Regions from separate parts of the Bicyclus anynana genome. Here region 2 is linked to region 1. A link is a contact called in public Hi-C data. All regions are on one chromosome and are shown on one strand. The core of a region is the stretch at or near the end of the contact, and the rest is flanking DNA. Distances in the headings are between cores, read along the strand shown.

Region 1 (5,149 bases), core at 1,195-3,694:
GAATTGTGCGCCAATCTACAGATAATTAAATATGAAAATGCTGGTTATAAAAGCTCCAAACTTCAAAGATAAAGACCGGAGTTTGGCGGGAAAATCGTAGGAATCACATGTTACGCTCACGTTTTATTTTCATTTTAGAATTTTGCATAGAGTAAAGTGTGTTTTGTTCATTATAGAAGTGGAGGTTGAACAAGAGTATTTCAATTGATTAAATCTATTTTCTCGATGGACACTATTAAAAGTTGCCATCGCCTTACTAAAGCATGACAAGACTTAAATAGGACTGACGGACTGCCAATGACGAATGATGGACTATTTCAACTCAAGCAAAAAAAAGGTGAAGACCTATTGCGCCAATCCACAGTTAATTATATCATCATCATTATCAGCCGATGGACGTCCACTGCTGGATATAGGCCTCTTGCATGGATCACCAAGCATAACGGTCTCGAGCCGCCAGCATCCACTTTCTGCAACCCTAGTGGAAGGTCGACCAACACTGCGCTTTCCAGCACCTTGGGACCCTAACGTCCATCGGGTCTTCGAACTATGTGGCCTGCCCATTGCAACTTCAGCTTTGCGACTTACTGAGCTATGTCAGTGACTTTGGTTCGTCTGCGGATCTACTCATTTTTGATTCGATCACGCTGAGAAACTCCAAGCATAGCTCGCTCCATCGCCCGCTGAGTGACTTTGAGCCTTCTAACGTTGCAAACTCACCAAAAATGGGCATTGTTATAGATATTCACATGTTAGTTGTTGAAATAAAAACTACATATTCCCGGCTCGCGCCAATTATCAGGTCATGAAAGCAAAAGGGCCAGGCTGTTGAAATACTAACACTCTTACTTAACTCGCTGCCTTTCGTTAGATATGCCTCATATAACGTACAAGTTTTTCTTGTTTTTTTTTACTCTCATATATGTTATTCACACAGCGTTCATTTTTATTTATATAATTATTTAGTGCATGTGTGATGTAAGTGGAAGATAATGTAACTAGCTAGCTAGCTAGCGGCTATGTAATTAGAAACTTATTTTTCATTAATTTAGTTTTGTAATTTAGCGAACATATCTAAAACGAGTGAATATGCATTTACTAGACAATTAACTACGGTCCAACCTAGACTAGACCTCATCATTGCTATATTATTATAATTTGTATTTGTTATAATTATTTAATTTATTTAAATCTAGATTTTATTATTCTTTTTAATCTTTGTAAAAGCTTACACTTGTATTAAATTATTAATTTGTATTCAAGTAAAAAGGAGTTAATTGTTAATAAATATTTTAAATTCTCATAATTACCATAGGTAATCGTTTCGTTTGTGAAGAACAAAATTACTTGCCTGTTTTAAAATTCCGTTAATTACCTAAGTAAATAATTTTTTTTATTACAATCACTTTGACATTCCTGTCAAAATATAGGCAAATTATTGTTTAAGTTCGTTTGTTTGCATTAGTACAAACTTACATTGCAGCAACTTTAAGACGTCTGCAAAGCAAAACGTAGAAATACAAATAACTTTAAAGTTGAGGTCTTAAGATTTCTTTCTCTAATTGTATAGGCAATGAAAGCAACTTGCGATTTAGTTACGGCGTCGGCAGCCGGCTAAATAATCGGTAACGAACCGTAACAAAATCAACAGTCGGAGTAAACTCTCGATTTCTTTCACATTGAAAAGGACTTTCATAGCAAAAACTGCCGCAATTATTGTAGAAAACAAGCGTAAACGGTAAATTGGAAGTTGCCTTGAGTGAGATTGTGCTTTCATCTTCGTTTGTTTATGTTGTAAAGTGGATTATATAGATGCGATAAAAGTGGTAGATAAAAAGAACATTACCTATAGAACAAGCGGAAACAATAATAAATGAGTTACTTTTTGCCGTTTAACTTAATTTGACCGTTATTAAAGTTTCTGACATTCGCAACAATAATTAATTTTATACTTAGATAGGTACCTTGATATACCTAGTACTTATCGAATCGGGTGCCCACGACGCCCACGAAAGACTTTTTTTTTGTAACATTTTCCTTACGAATTTTCTTAAGGCAACAAAGGTTTTTTTCGCTTCGTTAGACTTATCTTATTTTACTTATAATAACCACAAGGAAGAAAATGCAAAGCGATTAATCGACACCTCCCGTGACTAGAAGAAGGCTGGCCTATATTTAGGTCAGAGAGTATTGCCATACAACGTGGCAATGTTGTGAGTTGTACGTATAAGTAGATAGATTAGTAGCCATAGCCAACCAACGTATCAACTAATTTACACAGTATATAAATGTAAATGAAATGTTAAGAGCTCTTAAACCTAATCTAAACAACGCAACCCAGAGGCGAATAAGTGCGAATTCATTTGCATGAGGCTCGAGAACGACATTGTCTACAATCCACGAGGGTTATGAATTATGCCGGCCATTGTGGCTTTGTTTACTAAACGCAGACAACGGACAGACCTATTGACAAACAAACTGAACAATACTTATACAATTACAGTCAGTGTGAAACGTAATAAGGCATGAAGTATTAAACATTGTCAATACACCCCGAAACGTTGTCTCCATTCATTATTGGCTGGAAGGTTTGTAATGCCCGCTAGTAGCGACGCTTGACACTATTGCAAGTGGTTAGCCTATATAGGTTCGAGTCCTGAGTCGCGCTATGATTTACTTTCGTCTGCAAAATTTTCGAATAAAAATTCGCAGCCCGGAGTTGGGAAGTTTGTACTTATACTACCATGACTAAAAGCACTTCAATCCCGGCTATTTTTATTAGCATCTGACAGTTATCGTTAAAGAGTTAAAAATAATAACCTTATAAGCCTATAAAGAAAAGCCTGGCCGTGAAATGGACTGTTATAATAATTAAATATACCTATATATATATCGATCATAGATGCCTATATATACACAATACACACATCACTAATTAGCCCCAAAGTGTAGATATATCCTGTGTTATGGGTACTAAGATAGCGGATTTTCTCATATATCTATACTAATATAAAGCTGAAGAGTTGTTTGTTTGGTTGAACGCGGTAATATCAAGAACTACTGGTCCAGTTGTGGGAATCGAACTAATCGAACTAACTGCCACGCGACCGTCAAAATAGGCTGATGATAATTTTAAACTTATTTCGTGGTTGCGCGTTTTTGGCTGTTTAGGCAAACCACAATCACGACATCGCTTTTGTTATTATGCGTATCGCGGCGCCCTCTTGGTTTGCACACCATCCATGCAACTGGGTCGAAATATCGACATTAAAAATATCGTCTTTTTATCGTGGTATGTACCCGTTTAAATAACATAGGATGATGATAATAATGAAACTCATCTCAATCTTTATTTGTTTCAGATAACAGTTCATATAATGCGCTCGCTATAAGACAATGGATCCTCTGACGTGGTTATCCCTGGGTCTGCAGCTGGCTGCGCTTTGCTCCATAGTCGGTGCCCTGCTGTTGTATTTGCTGAGGAAGGTCCGCGTAGCAGAAGTGCTGCCCGTTGATAGTGCGAAGACTGTGCTTGTGACGTCAGTTGACTCCGCACTTGGATTGCAGGTATGGTTATCATTATTATGTATGTTATTTATTTCAGGTACTAGCAGGGTCGTAGCTACCGCCGTATCAATGATACGGGACTCCTGGACTACAAGGGGAAAGCAAAAATTAGTAAAATGTAATCCACAATCTCACTTAATCTGGTGCTTCTCGTCGACACATCAGAAATGACAAAAGTCCCGGTTTTTTTCCCCGGTTCCTTATTTTTGTTTCTTTTGTGAATCCCCTTTATTGGGATAACTAATTAACTAATTTCGTTACGCTACGCCACTGGGTGCATGGCTTTTTTACAAGCACTTTTTTACCGACTTCCAAAAATTAGGAGATTCTATGTTTTTTTTGGAAGGTTAGGTTTGTCTGTTAGTAGTGACTCTCCAAGTTCGAAAGGCAGGATCTGCTGAAAAGAACCGGTAAGAGACTCAAAATTTGCTCTATAATCATACTCGACTGGTCCGTTAATTCAATAGTTAACATATTGCGGCTAGGGATCATGAAGTCTTGGTTTGGGGCTATGTAGTATTTAGCCTTAAATAGGTACAAGAAATTCTCAGCAATTCGAAGTCGGAGCTGGGTCATGCCGACAGTCGCGGTCATTACTTTTTTTTTAGATAATACTTTATAGCAATCCTTAGCAAAGCATTTTCATAAATCCGTAGCTCTTAGAATGAGCTCTCAAACATTATTATCATTATCAAAAGTGATCCTAACGTCCCACGCCAGTAGAATGATTTGTAAAATAAACAAAGTTTCTTCGGTATCTATAGATATGTTTTACTCGCAATTTTCATTTGTTACGATTTCACTCACCTACTTCGCCAAGAAAACATTATCTTACGTTACATACAAATAAGTTTATTTAGTAGAATAAATTTCACTATGAGGGATTGCTACTTATTTAGATCTTCTATTTATTACAAGAAATCGAAGAGTAAAAACTAAAAACCCAATGATCATACTCGTAATAGCAGAGCTGCTAATCAAAAAGATGCTAAATCATTCATCTATAGAAATTATTTTCTGATTGTTGGTGCTATCCTACTCAACGGATTTTTAACCGGCCAGATTAAGCAAAGGCTAGTTTGATCAAAATCGTATGTAAGGAAAAACAAAAAGAAAACATTCACGAGTCACGGGTCCGCCACGAGATATTGTGTTCGTGAAGTTAGCAACAAATGACTGCGCAATGAATCAATAACGGTACAAACGGCAGTCTTTACGAATGCGCATACTCATTCCGCAGCTAACTTCACAAACATAAACATCCGTGGCGAGCCTATAGTATAGGTACTTTACAATGATCACATTGTTTTAGTCTAGATCTTATTTAGAAACCTCTAATTTTATTAAAAGTGACATGATATCCTTCACAGATAGCAACATATCTAAGCGGCAAAGGATGGCGGGTCATAGCTGGTTGTCGTCCAGGGGGCTTGGGGGCCCGTTTGGCAGAGTCCTGGCTGCAAGCGCACGTGGCAGCCACGCCTGAAGACCAGCCGCCGCCGAGGCTGGCAACTCTTGAACTGGACGTGGCGAGGGAGGATTTACTAGAGGAAGCGGCGCGAGCGACTGCTCAACATTTACC
Region 2 (5,149 bases), core at 1,913-4,412, 71 kb before region 1:
TGGCCAGCGGACAAAAAATAGTCTCCTCTAGTAGCACATAGCGTTTCTTTTGTGTCCCTATATTTGTTTCTAGACGTCCGGTGCCGATAAAGGATGTCGGTGACAATACTAGGATGTCAATTTTGCGAGTTCGCAAGCCAATTCTCGGTTTGTGGCGTCCGAGAAGGGTCAAGTATTTGTTTGGAAATCAAACACTCATCTCCTGCTCGCTGTTTGTCTGTGTCTGAATTGCTTTAGGATTCCAAAGCGCTGCTGCAAACTGAGATAAACTTATCCGACATTTGTGCGGCAAACTTAGGAGCTTTCATTAATGAATTTCTAATCTAATTTATTTCTATTATACCGAATCTATTGTTGAAATTAAAACTGTTACTGCAATCGATGTTATCAACAGTTTTAATAGAATCTAAGTAATTTATTAAATAGAAGTCGTTTTTAATAAAAAAGCAAACTTGTGTTTTAGAATTTACTGTTTTACCAACTTCTTAGATTATTATTTTGGTAACGTCAATCTGAGTTTAATATTTACTAGTATAATCATTATATCACTAGATATCGCATACTTAATCTTTAATGAATGTCACAATAGCTACAACAATTTCGATTTAAATGTTGATTGTTGTATGTTTTGCCAGTCAGGGATATTTAAAATACAATATCGATAAACTACTTTATTGTTCTTGTTTGTCATCCAATAATAATATAAATGCGAGATAAGTAAAAGCCAGTAAATTAAAATTTTCATAGATATCTTCAATGTTTAATGTAATCTACGCTAATATTAGAAAGGATATTTTTTTATGTAACGGTTAAACTCAAAACCATTGGAGTGATTTGAAAAATTCTTTCACCAGTAAAAAGCTACAATATCAATGTCAACATAGACTATAGACATACAACATAAACATAGACTATATTTTCTCTACGTATTCCTTTGGGAATGCGAACTAATATAAATATCATAAACAAATGAAGAGCTAAGCAAAAGTTTAAAATTACATGCTTAAGAAAATTAATCGCACTGTTGTATACTTTGTTTATAATTTGGATATGAAATAAATAATTTTATTTGTTATAAGATATCCAATGAATCTGTAGCTTTAGTCATAGAATTAAAATGTTCTAATTAGGAATAAAATATTGATTGCCATTGACTGAATAAATATGATAAGCTCATTCATTTACAATTATTTGTTTCGTTAATAACTATCTTGAAATTTTCAGTAAATAAGACGGTAGAAAAGTGTGAAGAATAGAATTAATTTATCTTATCTTGAAAGTTCTTAGTGTAGTAAGTTTTTATACAAATACTGATGTATGAAAGCATACAATAAATGTGAAAATAGTGTCTGAAGTTGTATTTGTAAAATAGTTGAAGCTGGGTATATATTTAATTAACATTCTATTTAATGATGATTAATACGTCTGAGTAGTCTCATATAAACACAAACACAACTTTTTGTTTATTGTCAATTAAATAGTAAAACTAGCACCTACAAGTTAATTTATAGAGGAATTTACAAATCTTAACTAGTGTGTTTTGACAAAGCCTTAAATTAAAAATTGTTATTGTTACGAAATACTAGGTTTAAATGCAAATAATATCATCACTTAATCAATTATATTATGAAATGATGGCTATTCAGGAACTCTATCCACCTGTGAAGTATAACAAACATCCAAAGGCCGAAGGAGAATTTTATTACTTACCTACCTAGTTACAAAGATTTTACTCCAACTGTTCAGTATTATCCAACAACGATGTGGTTAATCTAATAGTCAAACGGAACAAGTGGGAACGATCGCTTGCTACCACTTCTATTTATAATATAACAGTCATTATCACACTTGTCAACACAATAGAATCACGGTGGGTCGTCGACAAGGAATCCACGTGCGACGCGGCCGAGTACCGACTGGCTGACTGCGCTGTGTAGATGCGCAGTGCCCTTAACATACCCCTTATTAGTATTACCTACCGTACCCTTAAACAAAGAACTTCCAATCAATTAAGATCAAATTGCTGCATCGGGGATATGAATCTACACGCGACGATGAAACGGTATTGAGTCGACTTTACTTTTTAAACACTCGAAACTGTGCTCATGGTTTAACACTGGCATATGACGCGGTAAAAGAAGAAAAACGCGCAATATGCGCTGAAAAGAGACGGTTATATACAGATTAGTTGTTTGCCCGAGTGGGACAGCTTTAGTCATTTTGTAAGCTGATAACCAGAGGCAGTGAACAGAGCGAGGGGAACCATATTCTGGCGCGACTCTGCATGAATGTAATGAATTAAGATTCATTTGTTTAACCAAGACTTTGTGCAAGCGATTGGATCACATTTAATAAAAAGCTCTCTACGTTTGTTGTTTCATTTGCTGATAATATTTAGTTAATTGACCTGTAAAACAAACCAGTTATTCTTATAGGAATCTTAGAGATGTATGTAGTAAATAATGAACTTGTGAGATGGATAGTAATTGTTTTACACTTCACAGAGTTCTTTGTGAAGGAAAACAATTTGTAAAGAGAACAGACTCGATTCAAGGTCTATACGACCTCCTTAACTCTAAGAGGAAACTAAAAAATAAAGGCCAATAGTTTCGAAATCTAAGCTCTTAAACAAATCGATTCAAGGATACATCTTTACAAAATACATGCGCTACAATTTAAAAGTCTGGCTACGTTTAAAACAAAGCACATGGGTACGTAACTGCCGAAACCATTCTTATGTTCGTATCGTTGCAAGGCTTAACATTATACTCTAACTACAGCTAATGATTTTTACCTATACATCCCAGGAAATGCAATCCATCATTGGATCCTCGCGTAACCACGGCCACGGCACGCACACTAGCCGCCGCCGCGCACACTAACGCACACCACCTCCTCACGCGAAGGGAAAATCTTCACACACGACACAGATAAACATGTCAACTGCTAGACATTCTTACCCTAAAGTCCTTGCACGTTAAACACCACTAAATCACCATTTTGCACAAATCATAACACAAACAGCATAAATTAACACAGAAACACACGATTATTTCGCAATATCACCCGCGTTCTATTCACGAAGACGAATGTTTCGTCAAAAATACGCGTCGATGTCGTAGTGGCAATTCGGCGACTGTTCTCCCCGCCCTGTTCCAGAGACGAATGGCGCCGCCATATTGAATCTCACTTCACAGGCGCACCGTCGTCCATCTATCGGAGAGCGAGTGAACTAAAATACTCACAAGTACGTAAGTAAACACTTTGGAAAGTTTAAGCTTACAGCCGAATGATGTTTTTCACTACAAAAATCTATATTTACAATTTCCAGACAAGAAATTTTAACTTTTATAAATAAATCATCAGTTATGTGGACATTTACAACGCCTTGGAGCACGGTCGTATTGCGATGCACGATGTAATACCAGCCTGTTTCGATAGAGAGCGCTGTTGTCATAACACAATGAAAATAAGTTTTTCAAGTTACACTGCCGCAATCTTAAGGATTTTCTTACAATGCTCCTTATTTTAAACGAAAGTAAATAGCTTTTTTAACTACACTATTAAATTAAATAGCAACTATGGTCCCTAAGACAGATACTCGTATATAAATAGTAATTATAAAGGTCCTTTAGAATTCTTGGACGATAGTCATCTAAAAGTTTCATTCACGCTTATGTTATTCATATCAATTTCCGTAACTGACATTGATACGTTCTGTACCTGCAACACGATTTCAATACATCACACCTAATAATCGTAGGAGTAGGTTTAGACCACGTCCTTCGACTTTCTACCATCCTTGCATTCCCCCTTGTTTCTTATATTTTCGTTAGACCTTTAATGAAGTTCGTCCTTTTTACCTACTCTTAACCTGGCCTTTATTGAGAAAATCCCAGATTTGCTCCAGAAAGTTTGACATGGCCGTATGAATCCCTTTAGTTAGTTTTTCCTTTCATTCATCCTCTGCATGCTTAAAATATCTAAGCTCAATTTTAGTCACTACATTATTTTTGTACTATTTCAGATTTTTCATTAGTAGAATTTCAGTAATGTGAAAATGTCAGCGTTTTCTAATGCCTGATTAGGTTGACCTTGTACCTAATAAGCAATAGAAAACCATACAGCAGCTTGGTAAGCTTCAAATTCCTAATCTGCTTTATTGCGCGTTGAGGTTGATGCACCGACCGCGTCACGTGGGTTTATCATTACGAACTTCCGGGCCACTACTGCGAATTTCTTGTAGATCAGAAAATCTCACTATTTCACATCTCGAACCAGGATCTGACAATCTGCAGCGACAACGTCGGATAATATGCATTTGTATTTTTTTGTTTGCATTTTTACAGTGTCATATTTTTGTACTAACTTTTTCATTGATTTGAGTAGATAGTAATACATGCGTTGCATGTTGTATTATGTCGTCAAATTGATTTCTACATAAAAAGTGTTTTAAAGCACCATCGGAGTACAATCTTTATTCATTTACTTACTTATGTTACTGAAAACTTTGCTTTTGCTTTGCTTTGCATGTCAGCAATACGCCCGAGTATTGCTGACATGCAAAGCAAAGCCTACCTACCTATAATTTTAAAATAAAAGTAAATTCCAATCAGAAATGGTTTTCATTGTCCATATTTCGCCATTTTTAATTGTGCGTTTTGCATTCTAAATCCATATTTTTCATAATTTTGATAGCGCATAATCCGAAGTCTAGTGATGACATAGAGTCATAGACTAACCCCTGGATTAACGATATTGATTTAGAGGTATTTATCCATTTTGATGTAAGATTCTAGATGTTCATACACAATATAATTTTCTATTCCCGTCCCTCTATCTGTAAATTTGTATGTAATTTATGTGTGTGTTTGGTCACTCATGGCATGTACCTACCCTTCATCATCATCATCATTTGCAGCCACTAATATAATGCCATAATGGACGTCCACTCCAGGACATAATCCTTTTGTAGGGACTTCCAAACATCACAATCCTGAGCCGCCTGCATCCAGCGAATCCTGTGACTCGCTTGATGTCGTCAGTCCACCTGGTGGGGGGTCGACCAACACTGCGCTTTCTTGTTCGCCATTCTAGAACCTTGGAACCCCAACGTCCATCGGCTTTTCGAACTATGTGCCCCGCCCGT

The links. A called contact is a pair of places that touch in the nucleus more often than the background predicts.
Region 2: a contact with region 1 is called in a Hi-C map of whole body, with 3 times the contacts expected there. The contact joins the promoter of LOC112044019 here to the enhancer-like site in region 1. A contact is called at or near these places in 2 of 2 Hi-C or Micro-C datasets (whole body and whole larva).

The regions. Positions count from the first base shown.
Region 1 is chr16:8,235,901-8,241,049 of ilBicAnyn1.1, reverse strand. It overlaps LOC112056544, which reads left to right. Exons shown (of 6, transcript XM_052886064.1): 2 at 3,363-3,567; 3 at 4,938-5,149. The coding sequence starts at 3,397. Among protein-coding and RNA genes, the nearest start is that of Trnag-ccc, 3.2 kb to the right of the region's middle. Within about 2 kb of position 2,444, at least 1 of the 8 cell types and tissues checked has open chromatin away from gene starts, as enhancers often do.
Region 2 is chr16:8,307,353-8,312,501 of ilBicAnyn1.1, reverse strand. LOC112044019 reads right to left here and starts at 3,162. Exons shown (of 12, transcript XM_052886228.1): 1 at 2,795-3,162.